2 separate regions of the Mus musculus genome follow, and region 2 is linked to region 1. A link is a contact called in public promoter capture Hi-C data. All regions are on one chromosome and are shown on one strand. The core of a region is the stretch at or near the end of the contact, and the rest is flanking DNA. Distances in the headings are between cores, read along the strand shown.

Region 1 (6,527 bases), core at 2,057-4,556:
CATTGATCCATCTTGTCCTTTTCGATTAGAGTCTTCTATGGCTTACTTAAGAATCTTTGCCTGCCAGGCACAGGGTGCAACATCTGTGATCTCTGCACTTCAGAGGCAGAGAGGGAGGGTCACTGCAAGTCTGAGGCCAACCTGCTGTACATAGCACACTCTGGGCCAGCCAGGACTACACAGCAAGACCTTGCTAGTGTTTGAAACAAAGGGAGAGAGATGGTGGGAAAATGACTGTGGCGAGGAGCATTTACTGCCCCTGCAGAGGACTGGACCTAAGTTCCCAGCACTCATGTCAGGCACCTTACAACCACATGTAAACCCAGCTCCAAAGGATCTGATGCCCTCTGCTGGCTTCCAGGAGAACACACACACAATGGCATACCACATGCAAGCACGCTCTCATGTGCACACATATATGCATGCACATGTACTCATACATGCACACACATGCACTGTCCATACCAATTTTTTAAAATCTCCTTTTTCTCCCAAATAGTTTCAAAATAGATGTTATCTTAACAATTTATTTCTTCAAAGACAAGTGGGGTTGGGTGGGGAAGCTTTCTGGAGGACGGAGGTGTGCCCTGAGCTTGGGAGCTGGCTCACGATGGTGGCCATCCCTGGGTGAACACATATCAAGGGGAAGGAGGTGCTGTCTGGATGCTGTTTAGAGATGATAAAATGAGTGTTGTCAGCGTAGCCTTGCTGCTAGGGATTCCTAGACTTGGCAAATGTAGAAACTGAGGCCCAGGTGATGCCGGGAGATCCCATCAAACCAAGAGCAGTGGCCCACACATCCTCAACTGCAGCACCTAAAGATAGCCCAGACGACGTCATCTGAAGGGAGGCTTCCCATTGTAGAGGTTCTGGAGACAGACAGCTCCTGAAGCCAGGCAGCTCAGGCCTGCCCTCTCCTCCTAATGTGACCCAGACCCAGGAACTCCAGGGTAATAACAATCAGCCACTCCGAGATTTTTCTGATGGAGTGAGTGAGGTCAGGCCCCGTTATCTGCTTGGACAATAGACAGAGTGCTGGAATGGGCTGTCCAGAAGAAGACACTGACTGACCTGAGGTAAATCCCTGACTCCTCCACTGTGGGTAGGAGGGGGGTCTGGAGAGATAAGGTCCATGACTCCCCCACGTACACCTATGCACACAGGTACACTCTGTTCACCAGCCCATCTTGCTAGACAATCCCAGCTCCTGTTTGAAATCTATTTTCAAGCTAAACTGAAATCAGATAGACTTACTCAAAACTGCAGGACCCCAGCACAGGACTCTACTGCCTAAAGGAGGCTCCAGGGTGGGTCCCTCTAGTACCAGGAGTCCCTTTTAGATCCCCAGAGAAGAGGCACTTCATGGCTGTATAGGAACCAACCCAGTCCCTCAAGTAGCTGTGGGGTGGGTTTCTGATCCTTTCCTATAAAATGAGGACTATTCTAGCACTGGATAGCCTGGGTGAGGGCCCATTGCTCCCAGTCGGAACACACTAGATCTCTGGGCTAAGCACACATGGCCTGGTGCCAGCCCTCATGAGACCCCACGGGGATGCTTCTGACCTCACTTGCGCTACCATGAATCTAGGGCTCTCAGGACTTCTCACGCAGAAAGCCGAGCAACATGGGGCTTCTTTAACAGATGGAAGACAAATCTGCTGTCTGCATGCTGCTGACGTGCGTTTGGAAAGATGCCAGCCCACTGTGGAGTCCCCGTCCTCACTGCCCGAGAGTCCCACCCCTTGCCAGCAGGGCAGGGCTTGGATAAGTTAGATTCTTGATCCTCAGCTTCTGCATCAGTGAAATGAGTAGTTAACTGTCCTTGCTTTGAAAAGATGTTTAGAAGGTTAAGCAGACATGTCTCTGCTTTTTGGTTTCTACCTGTACATCCCCAAGTCTCAATTTACCCTGTTGGAAAATGGGCTCAGTAAAAGTCCTTCCAAGGTTTTTTATTTCCAGGGTATGGATAAACAAATAGCACACCACTTTAGACCTTTATGCCCTCAATAAATAGGACCGTTGGAAACCTCAGGCCTGTACCCCTAAGAGACTATGCCTGGAATCCCAGAGTCACATAAGGACCTGGATCCCCAAGTCTGAGAGCCGAAAAGCTAGCGCTTCTGGGTGACTTGACTCCTGTCCAGGTAAAAGGCATAGAGGCAAGACCACCCCCCTGGCTGGTCTTTGGGGTCCTCTCTGCTCCAGAGGCCAGGAGAAAACACTCAGCCTTTGACACCATCCAGAAAATAAAAATGTCCCAGGCTTCTAATCCTTTCCTTCAGCAACTCACAGGGCTCTGAAACACAGCCAAGACCCCGGACACAGTGTGAATATCCAAGCCAGCCTGGCGAGCGCCTGCAAAGCTAGCCTGGAGGCACCATGCCTCCAAGCAGTGGTCTTGATTGGACCCAGCCTCGCCGGGTCCATACATGGAACCCTGGCCTGACTGTTCTGCATCATCACTTGCCTCCTGGAGCCCAGCCTGTGGGGCACCCCAGGAACCTGACTGCCTTCCCAGATAGGGCTGATCCCTGCCCCCACTCCCTCCCACCCCCAGAAAAATATTTGGAATATGGTCTTTGACTGGAGTGAGATTAATCCCCCTTCCCTGACAGTGTCTCTGGGCACGTGTTTTTATAACCTCCCTTTCAAACGAGAACCATTTGTCGTTGGGAGGCTGAGGAGGCCCTGCCCGGCCTGCTGGCCCAGGCATCACCAGCACCTGATTGAATGTCACCGGCAGTGCAAGGGGGCAGGGCTGGGGTGAGGGCAGCATGTCCCTTGTTGGTCCCTGCCCTAGCCATTGACAGAAGATTATGCGGTCTAGTCCTGACTTCTTCCTGATCACAATATGCTCTTCAGTTGGTCACTTTGCCTCTCTGAACCTCACTTTCCTTGCCTGACAAATGGGCGAGGTGGTGGCCCACACACCCCGAGGGATGTGCCCAGGCCTACTTTGGGAAATTGTAGATTCTCAATGTTTAATAAAGCAATTGAACACAGTCTTAGCTCCTGGTAGAAGGGCAAAGTGCTCTGGCTAGAACCTTCCAGGGGCTGCAAAAAAAAAAAAAAAAACAAAAACAAAAATCAAACAGTATGGCTTGAGTCTAGTTCTACTTCCAGACTCACCACGAGAGGTGGCCCTACAAGAAAGAAAGCAGAGGGCTTTAATGTACAGAGAAGGCTGAGTTTATAGGTGTAAGCATGCAGGCTCTTTAATTAACTCTGAGCCCTTGGTCTGTGGCCTCCTCTCTCAGCATAGCCCTCCTCCTCCCCCACAACCCCAGGTCCTGTTTGAAGTTTGCAAAAAAAAAAAAAAAGAAAGAAAAAAGAAACCCTTCACACCATCCCTCCTTGCTGAAGCTAGCTACAGACCCTCAGGGCTCAGCTGGGAGGGATTTATTGGAGAATTTCAATCATGGGGTCTTGGCTCAAACTTGTTGCTTCCCTCAAAAAATCTGCCCAGAAGTTTGATTACATGTGGGATTGGGGCACGAGGGGCCAGTCTGATGATCTCGCAATTCAGAATTCCACCTGGGCCTCTGGGAGTGTTGCAGCCCCGAGAGGAAGAGAACAGGACACAGGACAGCCAGCGAGAGCGGGTTCTGACATGATGCGGAGGTACTGGGACTTGGTGGACTAAAGGAACTGCTTAGAACCTAGAGTTCTGCACTTGCTTAGGAAGTATGAAATACTAGATTCCAACCCTAGCATTGGGGGGCTGGGGGGGGAGATGAGAAGAGGAGAGGAGGAGGGTAGTTCCATCTTGGTCTTCTCCCACAACAGAGACAGGTCTGTACAGGTGCCTGAGTTCTGTATGACAGCTTCTTGCTGGTCCCTTGCTAGGGAAAGTGGGGGGAAAGGTCTGAGCTACATAATGAGACAACCGAACCTGGTGACATGCCGATCTTCCTAAGCTGCGGCTTGGCTCCCCCAAAGGCATTCCCTTCTCAGACTCGGAGCCCACGCCCTTCCACGGGAGCCCAGCCAAGATACAGCAGACAGGGAGCCCCTGAGTGCTCACTTTCTCCCCCTCTGGGCACGGTTGACTCTTTCCATTTCTCCGCAATGCCTCTGCAGTGATGGATAAGCTGTGGTCCCAAGAGATGCAGCCCAGGGGACCACAAACATCTTTTGGTTTCTCATGTCGGCCTCCCACTTCTTGCTTAATAAGTGTGGAAAGAGGCACAAACAGAAATTCCCTGGGCTTCCCATGACTAACGAGATGACCACATCAGGCGACAGTGCTTGGGCATAAAGGTCCCCAGAGCGAGGTGTCCGATTCCCTCCCAAGACGCTTCTCCAACTGCGCTTTGAAGCGGGAGCCCAGGGCCTCCAGCAGGCTCGGGTGGGCCAGTGGGGCTGAGCTCTGGGCCTCCCCTACCCCGTGACGCGCACAGATTGCCCCAGATAAAGGACCCTCGGCGGCTTCACCCAACTTCTGCTGAATCGTGCTTTTCAGAAACTCTTTTCACGTGTTTTCACTTCTCTGGCCTCTTTGTTGAAAGATGTAAAAATTTCAAACCACCACAAAGTAAACATTTCAAAACCCTCGCTTTTCAAAATCACTCACATTTAAAAAAAAAAAAAAAAAAAAAAAAAAAGGAAAGAAAGAAAGAAATCCCTTGAATTCCATCTCTGCTCCACCACTGCCACCCGAAACCTTTCTTTTGCAGAATGTGGAACTGGCGTGTTTTTCATTAATCTCGAAACAGCGCAGGTAACGCCGATGAGTCCGCTGGGTTTTACAGGCCGGAAGTAGCTTTGTTACTCGGTAGATAGATTAGATAAGTGGCTGTCTTGTCAGAATAAGCAGGTTTTCTTTATTACGGCACAATCCTAATGAACTCATCTGCTTCTAATATTTATAAAGAGAAGAGAGGCCATTAATTCTACTGCTTGTGAATAAAACCATCTGGGACCTCTCTCCATGTGATGGGTTTTGGTTTTAATATACATTTTTCACAAATAAGCGCAGAGATTTTTTTTTTCGGTGCGAATGTCACAATTCGGGATCTCATAAAGAAAGAATGCAAAGAGGGGTTGGGGGGGAAACGGAATATTTTGTTAGCTAAGTAATTTCTCACCTTGCAGAGAGAAGGGGACATCAGAGCCAACTTTAGCACATTAGGTGACGGGCTCGCCGGCTGGACGCTAATGCAATCCGTGGTGTGTTACAAGGCTAACCGCGTCCGTTTTGAAGTTTGTTTTCCTTCGGGAATTACACAGTTCGTTTAACCTAATCTGTCCTGACACTTGAATTATAATATTATGTGCTTCTTCAGGGAAGTGAAACAGTAGTTGCCTGCCTAAAAGCAGAGCAGAAGTTAATAAAGTGGGCAAAATGTCAAGGAAAAAGGCTAATCGAATCATAGTGTCGTTCTCTAGAGAAAATACAGTCAAGTTGTGTTTTGTTTTGTTTTGTTTTTCTCTCTCTCTCTCTCCAGTGGAAATCTTGGACGCCTAATGACATATTTCTACCCAGGAAGAATTTTGAATTCCGAAGGCACACTTGATTAAAACCCCAAACCCTGAGCAGTTGCTGATGGAACCACCCGACACTTTGACTTCTGGGTGTCAGTGCTTAATTAAAATATTCACCCAGCTGCTCTTCCCTTGCCAAGGGGACCCAAAGGAATTAAACCAATAAGCTTAATTCCGTTAGGTCACCTGCCTGTGTATACAGAGACATGGAAGACCATTTACCAGTTCAGAAATAAAGTGTCAGATCCACCCAGCAAACCCAGCGTGGACCACACAGCAAACCAGTCCCCGAGATGGACAGCATCACCCTCTGCCATCTCCGTTTCCAGCTTGGAACACACGCAGCTATTTTTAAGGTCTCTTCCAGTATGACCAAAGTGACGCACTAGTCAATACAAGGATTACTATGCCAAGATTGATTTGCGTGTTGTTTATAAAACACACAGCTTTTACTGACTCCTCCAGGCTATGTTTGTGTCTCAAAGATGTAAATACTATTGTTATGGGGCCATTCCACTTGACGGATGAAGAAACTGAGGCCGAGTGATGAAGGCCCCAAATGGTCTGCCTTGTTTAACAGAGCCTGCTAAACCCTCGCTACCTAGAACGGAGAGCTTTGTGACATTTTAATCTTTGCTTTAAATGTTGACCTATTTGCCATCTGCCACACACACACACACAGCATGCGGCATTGAGACGGCTCAAAGGCTAGGAGTCAGCACCATTGCTAGCCTGCCCTCGGCCTCCTCTTCTTGTCCTGCAGGTAAGCTTTGGACAATTTCTCATGACCCCCACCTCCTGAAAGTAGAGATCAGCAGATAGGTGCACGTCCTCTGGAGTACACACAGAACACAGCTAGTGAACAGCCCTGCAACTTACATTTGCATTTAATAATATATGGTAGGGTGGCATCTCCATCTCTCTGCTAAGTCTGCAAGCCATCCCATTCAATGGATGTGCTAGAAAGAGACTCATATGTGCATAACATTCCACCGCTGTTTACTAGCAAAGGTGCTGACATGCCATTCACTCCCCACCACCCT
Region 2 (6,527 bases), core at 2,860-5,359, 250 kb after region 1:
GTTCTAATGCTCTCTAAATGCACCTCATACTGAAATAGGCCATAATGATTACTTCTTACATATAGGAAGAACCCATAGTGACATAACATGGAAGCTTCGGGTCAATTGATGTATTATTCTCAATAGATCGATACAGCCACCTGTTCAAGACTGTTGTGAAAGGACCATGTCCTTTCTCCCTTTGAAAGTAGAATGTGCTTCCCCACCCTTTGATTTGGACTTATCTTGGCTTGAATTGGACACTAAAATATTAGCAAAGAAAACACAAGAGAAGGCTTAAAGTGCTAGACCCTCTGACTGGTCAGGAGAGCAGCTCCTGGGCTGGTGATGTTCCTTTAGGCTGGGTCTGTCTGAATGAATTCATTTGTTGTAGACCTGGCTCATCTGCAAAGAGAATATAAGCTCAGATGATCACAGCTCAAGATATACAGAGATAGAGATGGAAGTAGAGGTGGATGTAGATATATGTTGTGTCCGGCCAGCAGACCACAACTTGGGTTCTAGCCTGGAAAGGCATTTTGGAAACCTGGAAAAGAAGAGGGGCTAGATGGCGAGAGAAAGAAATGTAGCCAAGACAGTTATTCTGATCAAAGCTCAATTTTACTAGTTCCCGACATTTCAGTTATAAAGGAAGGGGGAGGGAACCCAATTCCCGCCGAATAATCTCGGATCCAGTAGTAGGGTGAGCACGTGGTGGCACCAACAGCAAAGCGGCAGGTTCCAGCAGTGGGCGTGGCAGAACGAATGAGCAGGAAGCTCCACCCCTGAGCAAGCAGGTTTCAGGCTGGGGGAGGGGAGACTACAGATATAGATGCATATGTGTATATATACATATGCATGCATGTGTGTTTATATACATATATAAGCACATATACATATATGTATAACTATATATAATATATATGATTGTAACTCAACTAGTAGTGTGCTTGCCTGGCATGCATGAACCTCTGGGTTCAATCCTCAGCACTGCATAGACTGGACATAATGATTCATGCCCTTAATGCCAGCACTCAGAACACAGAGGCAAGCAGTTCAAGGTCATTTTCCTCTATGTAGCAAGTTCGAAGCCAGTCTGAAGACCTTGTCCAGAGATAAATGAACATATTCTTGTTGTCACCCACCCACCACATTGGGGCTAACAACAGCTACCTGATAGACTTCCTTTTTTGTCTTTGTGGTCCTTTCATGCTGACCAGACAGACACACTGAGGCTCTCAGCTGAACAGCATAGATGTCCTTAAGTTTAACACTCTGGTGGAGCATGCTCCAAACCGCCTTAGAAGATGGCCGTCCTTTTAAATCACATCCTTTAATATTTCTTCTGGCATCCACAAGTACCTATACAGAATTTTAATACTGTCAGGTATATCTTGAAAATAAGTACTTCAAGACAGTAACTTCAAACTTCATTCAAACCCCATATGTGATCATTGTAAGACAATGAAAAGAGAACCTCCTTTGGGAAGCCCACACCCGTGCTCTAGGTATGTCTTACTTTCTTCTCAAGTGCCTCTCTGTCTCTTAAAGTCTGTCTTTAAAATGTCTTTTAATGAAGTACTCTGGGACCAGTGAGATGAGTCACCAAGTAAAGCCACCCACCTTGATGACCTGAGTTCAATCCCTGAGACCCTCACCGAAGAAGGAAACAACCAGCTCTCATGATTTGTCCTCTGATCCCACCCCCACACCATGACACAGGCACTCATACACATAAACATGCAATAAATAAAGCAATAGTAAACAAAAAAATTTTTTCTTTTTTTCTTTTTTTTTTCTTTTTTTTTTTTTTTTGTTTTTTTGAGACAGGGTTTCTCTGTATAGCCCTGGCTGTCCTGGAACTCACTTTGTAGACCAGGCTGGCCTCGAACTCAGAAATCTGTCTGCCTCTGCCTCCCAAGTGCTGGGATTAAAGGCGTGCGCCACCATGCCTAGCCAAAAAATATCTTTTAATCAGGTTCAAGGATAAGTGTTCCATCCCCTTTTCTACCCAATTAAGACACTTGACTTCCAGCCAGGCATGGGGTGATGAGTGAGCAGCTAATCAGGAGCTGACACGTCACACGGAGGGGTATATAAGCAGCACCATTTTCCTTGTTCGGGGTCTTCCTTCAGATGAAGCAATAAAGATTTGCCATAGAAGAATCCGGTTGTCCGAGTGAATTCTTGCCGGCGAGATACTAGCTCCGGATAGGCATAGCCTGTGATCAACTTCTTGCCACAAGTGGACAAAGAGAATGAACACATAGAGGTCACTGCAGGAGGATTAGGAGAAAGCATTTTGGAGTGTTGAGTTGAATAAACTCCTTAAATGATACACCACTTTTTTCAAAAAGGACTAAGGCAGGCAAAGCAAGAAGACTGAGATGGACTGTAGCGTTCAGATGATGCCGAGCAGCTGCCCTGATTCTTCATGGCTTTACCGTCAGATGTGTTGGGTTTTACTGTTTTGCTTCTTTGAGACAAGACCTCATTGCACAGTTCAGGTTGACCCAGAATTGCCTATGTCACCCAAGTCGGCTTAGCCTCCAACCCATCTCCATTTTTTTAAAGATTTATTTATTTTACGTATAGGAGTGCTCTATCGGCTTGTACGCCTGCATGCAGAAGAAGACATCATATCCCAGTATGGATGGTTGTGAGCCACCATGTGGGTTCTGGGAAATGAACTCAGGACCTCTGGAAGAACAGCCAGTGCTCTTAACCTCTGAGGCATCTCTCCGACCCCAACCCCAGCCCCAATTTTTTCTTTTTTATATGCATGTGTATTTGTATGTGTGTTCATGCAGATGTGGTTGTGCTGGTCAAAGGAAAACCCCTAGTGCCAGCCACTCCTTTTAGGCAGGTTCTCTGTTATTCTGAAACTCACTGATCCCTGCCTCCACAGCACTGGCGTTAAAATCCTGCCACCACACCTGCTATTTTTATATGGTTCTGGGAGTGAATTCAGGTCCTTAAGTTGCAATGCTTTGTAAAGGATTTACCAACTGAGCCATTCCCTTAATCCCCACGTTTTTTCCCCTAGCAAGATGTTCCGCACCTGTTCCCAGTTCTGTGCTTCAGTATTTGTTTTCTTTCGTTTTGTTTCCCCGAACTTCTAAAAAAAAATTTTTTTTTTTAATGTGTATGTGTGTTTTGCCTGCACACAAGTCTGGGTACTGTTTGCCTGCCTGGTGTCAGTGGAGGCCGGAAGAGGGAGACAGATAACCTGGAACTGGAGTTAGGGAGGCTGTGTGCCACCAGTTGGGTGCTTGAAATTGAACACAGGTCCCCTGGAAGAGAAATGAGTAGTCTTAACTATTGAGCCATTTTTCCAGCCCTCCCAGAATTTCTTTGAATAATTCTCTCGGGGAGTCCCAACCTCCTCTCTAAATACGGCTGAGTTCCAGAGCCCAACCAAGAAGTAGGCGTGCAAGCTGGGCGGTGGTGGCGCAAGCCTTTAATCCCAGTACTTGGGAGGCAGAGGCAGAGGCAGAGGCAGAGGCAGAGGCAGGCGGATTTCTGAGTTCAAGGCCAGCCTGGTCTACAAAGTGAGCTCCAGGACAGCCAGAGCTATACAGAGAAACCCTGTCTCGAAAAAACCAAAAAAAAAAAAAAAAAGAGAGAGAGAGAGAAAGAAAACAAAACAAAACAAACAAAAAAACAAAAAAGAAGTAGGCGCACACCTGGGAAACTGACCTAAGACACAAATGTGTGTCGGGTCCAGCTTGTGTATCCACCCTACACCAACTATGGGGAACACATCCTTGCAATCCTGATACTCAGCAGGTGCAGGTACGAGTGGATTTAAGTCCAACTTAAAGCCATCTTGAAATGTTATTACTTTTTTTTTTTTTTTTTTTTTTTGGTGGTGGTGGTGGTGGTGGGGTGAGCGTATAAATTGCAAGAGTCAGTCTTCCACTAAGGCTTCCAGAGCTACGAACTCGAAATTATCTCACTCTTCGAGACCATTGCGCAGACGCCAGTACCCTGCGCGTGCTCTCCTGAAGACCCGCCCCGAAAGCACGCCTGGAGCATGCGCACATCCCAGCGTCGACGACACGCCTCCGGAAGCACTGGCAATTTCGAGGGCGGGATCAGAAAGCGTATCCGAGGGACGAGAGGCTCGGGCGGAAGTTGTCCCCGCGGTGGCGGCGGAGAATAAGGCCTTGGTACGGCAACGGGGACGCTCCGGTAGGCTGGAGCTACGGGCGCGGAGCCGTCTGAAGGTACTGCGGGGCGGGGAGGCTGGGCGCTCGCGCGGGAGGTCGCGGTCGGGGTCACGAGTGGCCGCGACACGGGACACTGCTCTCCCTCCGACGGCGGTGATGCGGGACGGCGCGAGTGACTCCGAAGCCCCGGCGCCCCGGCTTAGAGTCCTGCGGCCTCCCGGGCGACCTCTTGGCCAAGGTCACCCCGCGGCAGGTGCACCGCCGCCTGGAGCTCTTGGAGAATCCGCCCCCGGGGCGACCTCCGGGTCGAGCCACCCACGCACGAACCGACGCCGCGAAGGAGAACCTCGCTGCCCTGAGTTTCGCCTCTTTGTCAGACCGTTGTCACCTGTTTTGTCCTCACCTGGCCTCTTGTCAGCTGGAGTTTATACTTTGCATCTTTGGTGGTGACAACCTTTGGACTTTGTCTTTACCTCTGTCTCCTCCCTTGCCTCAGTGTTTTTTGACTCTGCTTCTGCCCCCTCGGGCCGCCCTCTGGTTCAGGGCCCGAAAGTCACACTGACTTCTTGGTCATTTGTCTGTCTGTCTCTCTGTGTGTGTGTGTGTGTGTCTGTCTCTCTCTCTCTCTCTCTCTCTCTCTCTCTCTCTCTCTCTCTGCCAATGTTGTGTTCTTGTTCTCTCCTTCCCAACTGAGTTTGTTTAGGCAGGGCGGGCCTTGCCTGGACCTCTGAGCCATGGAAGGTGACTCATGACCCTGTAAAACTCCCCTGGCCGGGCACCATTACCAGTGGCCCGATCACAGTCTGGTCTCAGTTCTGACAAGTGTCACCAAACCTAATAAAGTGTCAGGAGCTACTGCTTTCACGGTGAAGGCCCATCTCAGGATCTAGGCAGTGGTTTGCGCAGGTCTCCACAACTCTTTGCTCTTTCCAGAAACCCTGGGTGGCCTCCAGGGCTGTTTGGAGCTGCTCTGTTTAACCAGGCCAGCATCTACAGGCTTAGGAAGGACTAGACTTCCATCTGCCTCTGAGACCCTTAACTTAGCACAGTAGCAGAGTTCTAGGAGCAGTTTACTGAAGAACTTAGAAACCTAATAGGAATCCATTCCCTGCTTGTTTCCAAAGTATTGTCTGAGACAGAGACACCATAGGGAGGAACACTGAAACTTTTGGAGTGGAGTGTATCTGGAATAGACAGGAGATGAAACATATTTTATCAAGTGCCTGAGTCAAGTAGGCTGCCTCAGTGGATACAGAGTTTTAAGAGATGGAAAGAACGTTCTAGAAATGGTTTGTGCACAACAGTGTGAATGCTACATAACTAACTCTGGTTTGCAACATTTAGTTGAATCCTTTGTAGCAATGCAAGCCAAGCCCTTCCCAGCAGCAGGTTCAGCTGATGTGGAGTTCCTTTCAATCTTGTAGCAGCAGTTTTCCCCTCCCTCCCGGCCCCTCTGGAGTCAGTGCAGAGATCTACTGAGGGGCAGCTTGAGAAACACATTACCTTTGACATGCCAAGAGCTTGTAAAACTGGAAAGATACTCCTTATTAGAGTAGAAAGTGTTCTGGTCTTTTTTCACAGGCTAGGCCTTTTTAGTTTTCTTGGATTTTTTTTTTTTTTTTTGGCTTTGTTTGTTTGTTTCTGTTTTATAAAACTTACCTGCCTTAAGGTCATTTCCCCAGCATTTGGTTTTTTTGTTTGGTTTAGTTTGGTTTGGTTTGGTTTTTTGAGACAAGATCTCTCTATACAGACAGGATGGCCTCAAACTCTGAGATACTCTTGCCTCTACCACCTGAATGCTGGAATTAGAGACTTTTGCCCACATGCCTGGCTTCAAGCTTTGTAATATGCCTAACAGTTGACTTATTGTTGTGTTTCATTGACTCTTGATGCCATCAAGTGTTTTCTGTTCACCAAGAAAAGAAACAGTGCCTGGAGCAGAATTCATTCCCAGCACTGTGTTTCTTTATCCTAATTAAAAACACTTTGACTTAGAGGTTTAAAGAATAAAATCAGTGCACATTCAATTGGTCTTAAAATCAGAAAAACATAAACAAAGACCCATCAGTTAAAGTGCCCAGGAAAGGGATGGCTCTCCGAGACAATCCGAGCCCTGCTCTTTGAATACTGTCTGCTTCAGAGTTGTAGCAGGTCCCTTATTGGTGGAGAGGAGAGGAGGAGAACTGTGGCAGACGGTCCCTTAGTGGTGTGAGGAGAGGAGGAGAACTATAGCAGACGACGGTCCCTTAGTTGCATCTCTAGTTGTTCCAAGTGGAGTCATCCTTTGTGTCATCAGAAACATTCATCGTGCCAGGAGTGCTTCAGTCATGACCTCAGTAGCCACAGCTGTTAAAACTGCAACATACATCCTGTCTA

Evidence for each region. Promoter capture Hi-C pulls out the DNA fragments that hold promoters and counts their contacts.
Region 2: a contact with region 1 is called in a promoter capture Hi-C map of second pharyngeal arch cranial neural crest, with 3 times the contacts expected there. The contact joins the promoter of Zbtb43 here to the promoter of 9430024E24Rik in region 1. A contact is called at or near these places in 7 of 39 promoter capture datasets (the 3T3-L1 cell line, HPC-7-derived erythroid cells, cranial neural crest and 3 more), 2 of 15 datasets of contacts at CTCF or cohesin (the NIH/3T3 cell line and embryonic stem cells) and 10 of 484 Hi-C or Micro-C datasets (the CH12 cell line, the Patski cell line, cerebral cortex and 6 more).

Annotation. Positions count from the first base shown.
Region 1 is chr2:33,715,729-33,722,255 of GRCm38.p6, reverse strand. 9430024E24Rik (a long non-coding RNA gene) reads left to right here and starts at 3,306. Exons shown (of 2, transcript XR_374262.3): 1 at 3,306-3,621; 2 at 5,448-6,527.
Region 2 is chr2:33,466,114-33,472,640 of GRCm38.p6, reverse strand. Zbtb43 (zinc finger and BTB domain containing 43) reads left to right here and starts at 4,109. Exons shown (of 3, transcript NM_001025594.1): 1 at 4,109-4,208.